Regions from separate parts of the Sus scrofa genome. Here regions 1, 2 and 4 are each linked to region 3. A link is a contact called in public HiChIP or PLAC-seq data. All regions are on one chromosome and are shown on one strand. The core of a region is the stretch at or near the end of the contact, and the rest is flanking DNA. Distances in the headings are between cores, read along the strand shown.

Evidence for each region. HiChIP or PLAC-seq counts read pairs in DNA pulled down with a chosen protein or histone mark.
Region 1: an H3K27ac HiChIP or PLAC-seq map of alveolar macrophages shows a contact between it and region 3. The contact joins two enhancer-like sites. A contact is called at or near these places in 2 of 2 datasets of contacts at active chromatin or transcription factors (alveolar macrophages and skeletal muscle).
Region 2: an H3K27ac HiChIP or PLAC-seq map of skeletal muscle shows a contact between it and region 3, with 6 times the contacts expected there. The contact joins two enhancer-like sites. A contact is called at or near these places in 1 of 5 promoter capture datasets (liver), 7 of 47 Hi-C or Micro-C datasets (embryonic fibroblasts, heart right ventricle, liver and 3 more) and 1 of 2 datasets of contacts at active chromatin or transcription factors (skeletal muscle).
Region 4: a contact with region 3 is called in an H3K27ac HiChIP or PLAC-seq map of skeletal muscle, with 4 times the contacts expected there. The contact joins two enhancer-like sites. A contact is called at or near these places in 2 of 47 Hi-C or Micro-C datasets (embryonic fibroblasts and fibroblasts) and 2 of 2 datasets of contacts at active chromatin or transcription factors (alveolar macrophages and skeletal muscle).

What each region holds. Positions count from the first base shown.
Region 1 is chr11:9,658,588-9,661,393 of Sscrofa11.1, forward strand. The region is part of intron 1 of STARD13 (stAR-related lipid transfer protein 13); the gene reads right to left. Among named protein-coding and RNA genes, the nearest start is that of STARD13, 78 kb to the right of the region's middle. Within about 2 kb of position 1,359, at least 25 of the 83 cell types and tissues checked have an H3K27ac peak or open chromatin away from gene starts, as enhancers often do. A contact at or near this core is called in alveolar macrophages, where this site is marked.
Region 2 is chr11:10,061,818-10,064,603 of Sscrofa11.1, forward strand. The region is part of intron 3 of LOC106507939; the gene reads left to right. Among named protein-coding and RNA genes, the nearest start is that of RFC3, 83 kb to the right of the region's middle. Within about 2 kb of position 1,489, at least 21 of the 83 cell types and tissues checked have an H3K27ac peak or open chromatin away from gene starts, as enhancers often do. A contact at or near this core is called in retroperitoneal adipose tissue and skeletal muscle, where this site is marked.
Region 3 is chr11:9,880,909-9,883,730 of Sscrofa11.1, forward strand. All of the region lies in intron 3 of LOC110255744 (a long non-coding RNA gene), which reads right to left. Among named protein-coding and RNA genes, the nearest start is that of STARD13, 140 kb to the left of the region's middle. Within about 2 kb of position 1,448, at least 23 of the 83 cell types and tissues checked have an H3K27ac peak or open chromatin away from gene starts, as enhancers often do. A contact at or near this core is called in alveolar macrophages, retroperitoneal adipose tissue and skeletal muscle, where this site is marked.
Region 4 is chr11:9,675,809-9,678,530 of Sscrofa11.1, forward strand. The region is part of intron 1 of STARD13 (stAR-related lipid transfer protein 13); the gene reads right to left. Among named protein-coding and RNA genes, the nearest start is that of STARD13, 61 kb to the right of the region's middle. Within about 2 kb of position 1,438, at least 39 of the 83 cell types and tissues checked have an H3K27ac peak or open chromatin away from gene starts, as enhancers often do. A contact at or near this core is called in skeletal muscle, where this site is marked.

The DNA.
Region 1 (2,806 bases), core at 109-2,608, 220 kb before region 3:
GTGTCTGGTCATTTGGTTGATGACTGCTCAGTATTTGGTTGCAAATTTTGTTGTTTTTAGGAGAGAGGGTGAGCTCCAGTCCTTCTATTCTGCCATCTTAATCCTATCTCAATGCACTGTCAGCTATATGAAGACCAAGTTCTCGTCTGCCTTGCTCACTGTGAATCCTGGCACCTAGCACAGGGCCAGGCATGGTGTAGTAGCTCAATACACTTTGAACACATGACTGCACAAAAGGATGGGAAAATGGGACAGGACTGGGAAAGAAAGAGAAGGAAGACATCATAAAGGAAGGAGAGAAAACAGGATGGGCTCAGCAAGATGTAAAGTTTGGAATCTAAGATGCTTAGTGACAAGTTATGTAATGTCTCGGAGTCTCAGATTTTTAATTGCAAAATATCATTATCAACCTCACATGACGGAGCAGAGAATTAAAGGAGATGGTATATGGGCAAATAGCTAGTGTCCAGGATGTGGGAGCCAGCACAGGTTGACAGGTTTCCTTGGCTCCAATCTGAGGGCTGCCAGTGTGATCACATCAATAAGATGATGTGACTCTGAACCCTCTCAGGCCACTGGAGTCTTTGGGCCTTGTCTTCTTTGCACTACCTCTTTCCAAATGAATCACTTCATTAAAATGGAAGCTCTACAAACGCAGGGTGCCAGATTAGCATGCTGCATCCAGCCCAGCTGCGGTCGTCATGAGAAAACCCTGTGCCTTCAGCACAGATGTAGAGACTGAATAGCCACTGTTTGTAGACCTTTTGGTTTCAGAGTCGTTTATTTTTGTATTTTCAAAGAGGAAGTATCTGAGACATCATTATGTCAGCAACATGTAATAGGCTGGTAGACTCTTAGGAAGTGGACACCCATGTTTATACTTCTCAAAGTTTCTTTTTGTCACAAGGTCTAACTGGCTGTCGGTAGCAAGTAAAGCCATATCTATACGTTGGGTTACTTCTTCCCCTAGGGTAAGCCATAACGAAAAAATTTTTAACATAGATGAGAATTTTGAAAGCTATTTCTGCAAGCCTCAGATCTGGCACGCTGTTTAGCTTATCAGGTAAGGCTGCTACTTAAATAAGTAACATCTAATCCTGGATATAATTTCAAAAGTTAATTCACTTCCTTTTCAAAATAGACCAACCAGGAGTTCCCATCATGGCTCAGTGGGTAACGAACCCAACTAGTATCTGTGAGGATGTGCGTTCAATCCCTGGCCTTGCTCAATGGGTTAAGGATCCGGCATTGCCGTGAGCTGTGGCGTAAGTCGCAGACGCAGCTTGGATCTGGTGTTGCTGTGGTTGTGGTAGAGGCCGATGGCTGTAACCCTTAGCCTGGGAACCTCCATATGCCGTGGGTGTGGCCGTAAAAAGACCAAAACCAAAACCAAAACCAACCAAAAACCGTCTCCAGCAAAACCCTACCTTTGCAAATTTCTGATAAAGCCCCCAAAATCCGAACAAACAGGTTTTATTCATCCCGAAAGGCTTCAGATGTAAAAATAATCACATATTAAACAAGGCATTTAGATCACTACTGTGTTTATATTTTCCATATGATACACGGTCCTCTCGCGCCTAAAAAAGGAAACCCCATCACCTTCTACTTCAATTTATTCTGGTTGAATGTATGATTTATCTGAGACTGTGGGTAGCTTTTATGTCTCAGAGGCTGCCCTTTATTTGGAATTCGCTGCCTTTAATCTGCTCTTGGTTGCTCCACCCCCGTGTCCTGCCTATTTTTGACAAGAGGGCGATGAGAACATGGGTGAGGCTGGCTGGGATGGCCTCAGGCCTCAAGAGGCCGCCTCGGCGCGGGCAGCAGCGATAAAGGAGTGCTAGACATTCCATGTGCAACACTGAAATAGCTGCACACCAGTCCCCTGTCATTTGCTTTAACCACACTGAGTCCTAAGAAGGTTTTCGCTCTGCAGGCTGTATTTAGTTCTCCCCCTCTGCATATTTTTGCATGTACTCAACAGTTTCAGTTTTGAATAGGTCTCACTTTATAAATCCCGACGTTCAAGGCCTAGACACAGAACATTTCTAATACGATGTTGAAGCAGTTGGCAGAAAACCAATGTTGTCACCATAAACAGTACTGACCCAGCAGGTATGTACGTGTCTCTCCTGAATTACAGGTGAACTGCTCAAAATCAATTCACGGAAGATCTCATGATCCACGAAGAAGAACATTTGTTTAGATGGTTTTATAACTTTTCCCACATCAAATAATTCAGCAATATGTTCATTTGAAAGTGCTTTTCCCATTAAATTGGATCCTGTGCATTTCACAGGTCATAATCCTGCCGGTGTGCAGGATTTAGGATTGTGAAGGACAGAGACGTGTTTCTTTTGCAGGGGAGCACCAGAGAGACTGGTGGGTTAGAGAATGTCAGTGCCCACGCGGTGCCCACTCTACTCACTGCACAGAAGATCGGGCCCATCCCTGTCACATCCCCTAGATCACAATGTCATACGGGTAACTCTGAGAACCACAACAGAGTCCTACCTTTAAACCAGGGCACTGCGTTTGTGCCCCACCTGCCCCATCTCCACGGTCCTGCAGAAAGCATGGCATTGGCAGTCTTAAGATGACTGTGGACAACCTGCACTTCCTAACAGACGTCTGAGACCCTGGTGGAAACATAGGTGCCATCTTCCTCTTTCAGTCATGGCTTCTTTTTTTTTTTTTGGTCTTTTTTAGGGCTGCACCTGTGGCGGCATATGGAAGTTCTCAGGGGTAGGGGTTGAGTTGGAACTGCACCTGCAGGCCTAAGACACAGCCACAGCAATACTGGATC
Region 2 (2,786 bases), core at 239-2,738, 180 kb after region 3:
AGCAAGGGGAGATGGAAAGCAGAATCAATTACCTCGATGCTATAAACTAGAGTAAACAAATGTTGCTTCAATTATCTGATTCTTTCAGATGAGAGTTGGGATGTTAATGACCTGAATTGTGTTGTTTCTGAATTTCACGTTGCTAAACTAGACAAAGTCTAAAAGCCTCAGAAAGCCAAATTTTCCTAGAGGATTTTTTGTAAGTGACTCCTATATATCTGAATTTGCCACAATGTGACTTATAAATTAACTTATATACTGGCCAATTATTTGACCAGCTTCTTAACTTTCCAGTTTTATACAAATAAAAACTGAATGGTGAAAGTACTATTTTCATAACTCTCAACCAATTCGTAGTTACAATTATAGCAAAATAAAATAGCAGGTAGGAAGTATTATTGCATTTTTACCATGGTGATAGTTCTGTTCCTCCCATTTTCACAGATATGAAAAATTTAGAAAACACTTTTAGATCTACACATAACAAATTGCTCAAAAGGCGGGGAATACAATTCAAGAGAAAGTTACTTTGGATCTGGTACCATTTACTTTTATTTTTCAGGGGCTTTTGTGTTAAGGATGACTGAACATTTTAAAGCCAGATGGGATTTAAGAGTTAACAGAGTTAATCTAGTGCTGCCTACTTACCAGTCATTAGACCCATGCAGGGCTGCCTGCCTATGAATTTATATCTAATTTCTCTATCTTCAGATAGGCAAAAAGGGGGAAGACCTCTGGTTTTTATTTTTTAATTACAATTTCTAGGCCCCACCCTGGATTTTCCGATGGAAGGATTTTGTAAGCTGCCTTTCCCAGGTGATTTTCTGATGCAAGTATTTGTGGAAACCATAAATGCTAGTCCAGCCTTTTCACTTCGGAGATGCTGAATCTGAGGACTCTGTCGTGGGTCCAGTGAGGGAGGAGAATCCAAGCTCCCTGATTTCCAGTCTTTTTTTGCCCCTCATTATCTGGCCTGCTGATGAAATCCTCTCCATCCCTTGTGCAGAGAGGAGTGGGACAATCCGACCCCAGGGACAGAGGAAGGGATTGACACTAGGGAATGTTAATTTGCCTTTTCCCCTTCCCTGGGAAATTTTAAAAACAAAGGAAAAGTTTAATTGGCTGATAATTTAATATATGAAATCATATAAAAAAACAGAGTAATGGATTAGATAAGATCTTAATATTTCTAGGCTTCTGTAATTTAGTAACAAAGGAACCCATTGGCACTTTCACTTTGTTTTGTTAAGATGGTTTCCCCAGAAGCTTCCGAAGATGGAAGAAACCTACACTCCTCCTCCTTCTTTCAACTCAGCTTTTCTTATCTGAAGGGATAACTACAGGATAGACACTTACATATGCAAAACCCAGTTCCACCCCCCCTCCTTTGGCACTTAATACTTTCAGATCAAATCTATAGATAGCCTTAGTGGCTGGGCCTGCAGCTGGTTTAGCATAAATACAACAGCACCACCTTGTGTTGTGCTCCAGGGAGAATTTACCTCTAGCAGGACAAAAGCTTAGGTGAGAAGGGAGCAGGATGCAGTATGGAGTTCCCGTCAAGGTGCAGTGGTTAATGAACCTGACTAGGAACCATGAGATTGTGGGTTTGATCCCTGGCCTTCCTCATGAGGTTGTGGGTTAACGATCCCGCGTTGCCATGAGCTGCCATGAGCTGCCATGGGAGCGGCCCTAGAAAAGGTAAAAAGACAAAAAAAAAGAAAAGGAGACCCCTCCCCTCTTCTCTGTGCTGAAAGCATTACTGCACCAATCCCCTGGGAAGACTCTTCTGTCCACTACCTTCCTATAATTTTCTCCTGTAAAATTTATATATATTAAACTTATTATCTATTAAATATCTGTTAAATATATCTATATACTAAATATTATATATGTAATATAAAAGGTAGTTGGAAAATGGAAGAGCAGAAAAAAACATATATTAGTAAAAGCCTAGGCAAGCAGAATGCTTTAGCGTGTACTTTAGAGGAAAACATTACAGTCAGTTTTAATTTCAGAATACTTGAAGGTAAATGTATATTTAATGCTAATTGTGATTTAACACTTCTATAAAGATTCTCCCACATTTGAGCAGGTAGCTTTTAAATAATGTATTTGCCCATTAAAGGGACAAAAGGATTTTTCACGATGGGTAATATGAGTAAAAGAGTTGTGTTGTGGGTAAAATCTTTATTTTCCAAGTAGAGTTGTAGAGTTTTATTTATATTTGTACCTTCTCTATGGGGCAAGCTGAGAAATTAATATATGTATATCAACTTGGGACTGAAAGACTATAGTTAAAAAGACACTAAAATAGAAATATTGCCCAACTAAATATGCTACTCTTGTCTGATCTTTTCACCAGAATCAACATAGTTAATTAAAGAAGATTGTTTTCAATCACAATTTGAAATGTCAAGATTGGTATATAACAAATGAGCAATTCTTTGTCCCTGAAGTCATCTGGAAAGTTGAGTCTGAGTCCTTACAACCTACACATGAGTATGGGATAGGAAGTTACAGGACTAGAAAATAGCAAACTTCAGGGTCTTTCTGGGACTGATCATGCAGAAAATCTTAGCTAGAAAGTCCTGCAGAAGGCTCAGTTATGTCCGTTTTAGTTGCAAAGGGGGATTTTTATCTTCTAAGTTTGTCAGGGTTTTTCCTCTAAGTTTGTTTATCATGGACCCAGCGATCTGCCTGCAGGGCTCCTGGGCGGCAGTGTAGCACCTCGGACTAGAGTATACATTTACTGTGCAGAGATAATAACTTTGAATGAAGACTAC
Region 3 (2,822 bases), core at 198-2,697:
GACACATACAGACCCTTTTCCGCTTTCTCTCCTTTGAGAACTGTCTGGGGATCCTTCCTCAGCCCCTATCTCTTCTATTCTATAGAACAGAATAAATGTCCAGCTGATTTTCCTGGAACCAATGAGTGAGTTTTATTCAGGAAAATAGTAAGAGGAAAATACGAAGGTGATTTTGGGTTTAAGACTTGGTCTCCAATCTAGATTTATCAGTGACAGCATTTTTATTGTGATCTCTTTCTGATACCTGGATATATTTCCTCAGTTGGAGGAGAGAGTTTTAGGATTCTTTGGCCTCCACAAACCTCAACTTCCTCCTCATACCGAAAGAGGGTTGGAAATCTCATTTCCTCCTTGAAGTCTCTCCAAAAAGGAAGAGAGGGCTGATTTATTTTTTAACCTGGCCATATCCTCTCTGAATATGCAGTTCTCATGACTCATTCTTAAACTCTAGACAACATAAAACCACTTGCAGCAATGCTCACACAAAGTTTTGATGGTTTTTTTCATGCTAAGACACTATGTATTTACGTGAGTATCGCGTGTCCTTTCACAGAATAGATCTGAATTACTATAACCTTCCTCAGGATATGAGCTCCGGAGCAGATTCCTCTTTAACTTGAGGTCTGGTGTGATTAATAACCAACACAATGCTCTGCTAATTAACGTGGTCTCCCTCATTGACCAAAAAGATGGTACCATTCACTGCTAACATTATGTAGGCTCACAAGGAAGAGAAGATAGAAAAGATGCTGATGATAAATAAAAGTTACACAGCTTGAAAAAATTTTAAGTGCTAATAAAAATATCTAGAAATATGCCTGAGAAAGAAGTGTCAGTCTCTCGTCTGTCATCCACAGCCTGTTAATATACCCAATTAACCCACTGATATTCGTAGACAATGCCCACTACACACACATCTGACATCGTATGGAGGGAGGGGCATGAAAAATAATATGATAAAATGAACAGCTGATGAAGGACCTTTTTTCAGGCAGAAAAAAAAATCTGGCTTTGATCTGATAGATGTTCACAAAGTAACTGAGAAAAAACTCGAGTGTTTGAGGAAAATCGTTCTAGCAGTTGTGAATGTAGGGTTCTCAGCTTGATCGTCTAAATTAAGGACTTGTCTGGCCAGTGGGTAGGAAGGGCAGGCTAGGTCCCACAGAGTCTGTTGGCTGGAGAGGTTTAAGGTTATTCAGGGAGAGAGCACATCCAAAGGCAGGACAGTTGTGTTTAAACTTAGTAGGACATTGTTGACAGCGTGGGGCTTGTTACCTCGATATTTCTCAGGCTTAGCACCTGTGCACCTCTCAGGGCAAGGGGAATATAACAAAAATGGAGTAAGAAAAAAACAAATAAAAAAGAGCAGTTTCCTTAAAGACTCTGTTGAGGGCACTGTTTAACAGCATTTGTAACAATGGAAGCTGGAGTTGAGGGTGGGGCAAAGGTCACTTTATAGCTGGAGCTCTGAGCTGCATTAGGAAACAGCCTAAAGCTGGACCAGACAAGTTCAAGAGCATAATGCTTAGGCAGCCTCGGTACCTTTGGAGAGTTTCAGCTGCTCCATGATATAGGCAGTCATAGATGACCTCATAGATTTCAAACTGGGTCATAAAATAATAAAAAAGGTGCCTGCTACCATGCAGCCAACAAGTCCAACTCCCAAACATGTATGAGCTTCTGCCCCCCAACCCCTCACCCCTGCCAAGATTCCTAGGGGAAAAAAAGACCCTAAGACTGGCTGGCCGAAATTGTAGAGTTGGAGTTATCATAAATGGGAGCCTCAAAATAAGTGTGTTGCTTCCAGGATTTATCGTCCAGAAAACACAATTTAGAGAGAGGAGGAGGTAACGTGGTAGAAAGGCAAGCACCGGGAGTGCTGGTGGTTAAACATGAGCTGTGTGACCTTGTCACAAGGCACTCAAATATTCTGGGCTTCCGATTCTGCATCAAAAACGTGGAATCTTTCAAATGCCCTGACGAGGTCGTGGTGAAGGTCAAATGGAATCATGTGTGAGCAAACCCTATACTTTATTTAAAGTGCTATAATTATCATTACAGGGAGTATCTGCAGAGGCTATTTATAAAAGGTTCTGAGTGCACTGTGATTTCCAGCTGTCACCTGTTGTAAAATGCTTTTGTGTTTTCCAAAGCCATTTTCCAAGAAAGTAATTTTTCTCACTCACACAATTGTCTCTGCAAAACCCAGAGCCACTTGAAATGACTGATTTTAGGAGCGTCCATGTATGTCTGTGGACCCCAAGGGGACACAACTGGGAGAACGTAGCTGTTGCTGGCACAGGAGAAATGAAGGGTAGAAAAGTCTTTGGGCAGTAGAGCATGGGGACCATAAAAATCTTGGCCTTATTTTAACATTTCTCAGAGTACAGGAGAGCCAGGATGTGATCTTGTTGGTAGTGATGATTCTACTGGGAAATCTTGACTTTAAATTGCCTGCCAATCTCTACTTTACAAGTCCAAGAAGAGCCACTTATCACTTTTATGAAGCCACCGAAAGCCCACGTTGAGGGGGGGAACCTAATTATTGAGCAGTATATGCCCTCACACTAAATATATGAGAGTCATGGGCTGAAGGTTCTAAAGAGGAGCAATAAATGTTTTGATAAAACAAATCTAAGAATGCCCCCAACAGGAAGGCAGCCCTCCCTCACCTCCACTAACTCTCCGTTACCCACTTAGGGGAGCACGTTTCTGAGATTTAATGATGCACTGGCAGGATGGATTTTTCCAGGTAGCTGTTCCTGATAGCTCATCTCCACAGAGCAGCCTTTTTTTAGCCAATAAGCCATGCACGTATAAGA
Region 4 (2,722 bases), core at 188-2,687, 210 kb before region 3:
GAGATTCTTGACTCAGAAAGCATGTGATCTGTGACACTTTGACTTGTCAAAGTCCCCCAGTCGATCACACAGTGTCTTTCACTTTAGAAGGTTTTATTCTGCTCGTGATTGTAAGAAATTATTTATCAAGGGTGAAACAATATTCACTAGCTGAGTAAAAAACACAAGTAAAATTCTCGACATCTCAGAGTGGCAGAAAAATAAGAAGGAAAAGTGGTGTTTCAAATGACCCTAATTAATTACATTTTCCCTCAGAGCACATCAAATATAAAAAAATATAAAAGAGTTAGTAGTGTTGGGCTATTTGGGAACAAATTAAAAACAAAACAGAGTTCTCTTGCGGCACAGTGGGTTAAGGATCCAGCACTGTCACGGCAGCAGTTTGGGTCACTGCTGCGGCGCAGGTGTGACCCCTGCCAGGAACGTCCACATGCTGTAGAAATGGTCAAAAAAAAAAAAAAAAAAAAAAAAAAAAGAGAGAGAGAGAGAGAGAAAGAGAAACAAAAAAAAAAAAAAAAAAAAAAAAAAAAAAAAAAAAAAAAAAGAGAGAGAGAGAAAGAGAAACAAACACTTAAAAAAAAACAACAAACCACAGAGAGGCCCATTATTCTCACATCCTTGAGGGGTGATATACATCACTATTGAAGGGAGAGAAGAGTGATGTTTTACGTCCAGCTGAGGACTGAAGCGCTGGGGCTTGCTTTGCATGGCTCCTGTGCTCAGGCCCTGAGATCCCTTCCCAACAGGTGCCTGGCCTCACTTGGCCAGAACTGAGGAGGACTCCTTTCATCTGAATCAAATTCGCAGCAATTCTCTTTTCTCTTGATAAGACCACTGGATAGCAGGAGCTGGGATGATTCCCATTTGACAGAACAAGAAACTGAGGCACTGGGAGATTAAATCAAAACATCCATGATCATCAGGTCAGGACAAAAGTGTCCTGGAACCAGGCCTCCTGGTTTCCAGTCCCCTGAGCTTGCTCTACGGGTCAGGTTTCTCTTTTCACTCGAGAAACCTCACTATCTTAAGAGTCACATTGTTCCTTTGTCTTCAAGATTCATTTTCCCTGTGGAAGTTTTGTAGCTGAATGTAATTCATGTGTCTGGTTGCTTTCTCCACAATTTAGGCTGCTTGTATTGAAGAAGCAGCACTACCACCTATATCATGGGTTGTGCCTACAAACCCAGTTATTTGAGAAAACCTCAAATCACATGCCACCAAGCACCAAAAACTTAACCGTTTCTCCTTACAAACTCCCTGCCTGGAGCAGTCACACAAGCACAGTCAGTCCCACCAATCTCTTTATGTAAATAGCAGTCATCCAACAAGGGAGGAGGTCTGTTTATTATTTTTGATCCTGTTTTTGCTTCTGGCAAAATTTCACAAACAGCAGAAGTTGGCAGAACATCGGTATTTTCTTCTGACTGGCTACTGTTCTCCAGCTACAAGTGCAGAGCGCAACTGCAGCTATTCTGCTCTGCAGGCCGCGGCTGTGGCTGAGGTCAAAACTGCACAATCTGGGCAAAAAAAAAACAAAAAAACAAAAACCAAAAAAAACAACTCTAGTTCAGGGCTTCTCTCAGGAAATGGAGACCCTGGTTGAACACATGCTTTCCTTCCACTACGGAAGTGATGAGCAGAGGTCCAGGGTCCAGAGAACACTGCCGGTCTGACCTGATTCCCGCCTCGATTCTCACCTGCTACGGCCCCTGGTGAAGATCACATGTGTTGCCAAGCTCCAGGGCCCCAAGATCCCTGGGAAATCTGGGGGAGCACAGCATCCACCCCCGGCACTTTCTAGGAAGAAGGGCGGCATTTTGCAGGGTAGAGAAGGTGGGTAAGGAGTTTGGGGGTGGAGGAATCTGGTTTTTTAACTCCGGTATGCTTGTTCCTACATAACCTTGCTAGATTCCTTGCCAAAGGCCAAATGCTGCTGCCTTGATGTTTACTTTGGACAGGGCGCCCTCGCTGAAGAGCAGCCAGCCCTCAAGAGAGTGGTGGGGGGTGGTTAGTAGAGAGAATGAGCGTGAGGAATTGCTGCTGGTTTTGGATACAGAATAAAGTCCTTCAACAACTTGAGGGGCTGGAGGGGGAGAAGAGGGAGGGAGAGGAGCAAGGAGGTCCCAAGTGATGAAGAAACCCCAAACAGCCTGCCTGGGTGCTGGGTAGACAGGCTTATTACCTAATTACGAGGGTGCCAGGGTTGTCCATGGTGAAGAACGTGGGCTTCTGAATCACAAAGACTCCAGTTCAAAGCCCAGCTCTGCCACCTACTTGCCAGGATACTTTGGGAAAGTTATTTAACTCTGAGTCTTTGTCTATGCCTCTGAACAATGAATATCAAAGGCCTGTTAGGCTTTACTGTGTCTATTGCCCAGGTGAGTAAATTTAATTCTTGAGTCTTTTAAGAAAATTACAGAGTAATATACGTAGTGCTGAAAAGGGTTCCTGGTACATACGAGGGAATCCTCAACAAGAGTACGTGTAAGTAACTGTTAGGGTTTTAAAGATTTTGTCATCGTTTCAAGAGCTAAAATCTGTCGCTTAGAATTGATCAAAAGTCCACATCATCACTCCCCAGATCCAAGTATTTGATCTAAATGCACTGAAATGTTAATAAACGACGGTGTCTCTCCATGACCAATCCAAACTTCCACTTTCCTTTTCCCTCGGGTGACCCAGTGGAAAGTTCTGCCCCAGCCCAGGAGGCATGGCTCGCCTG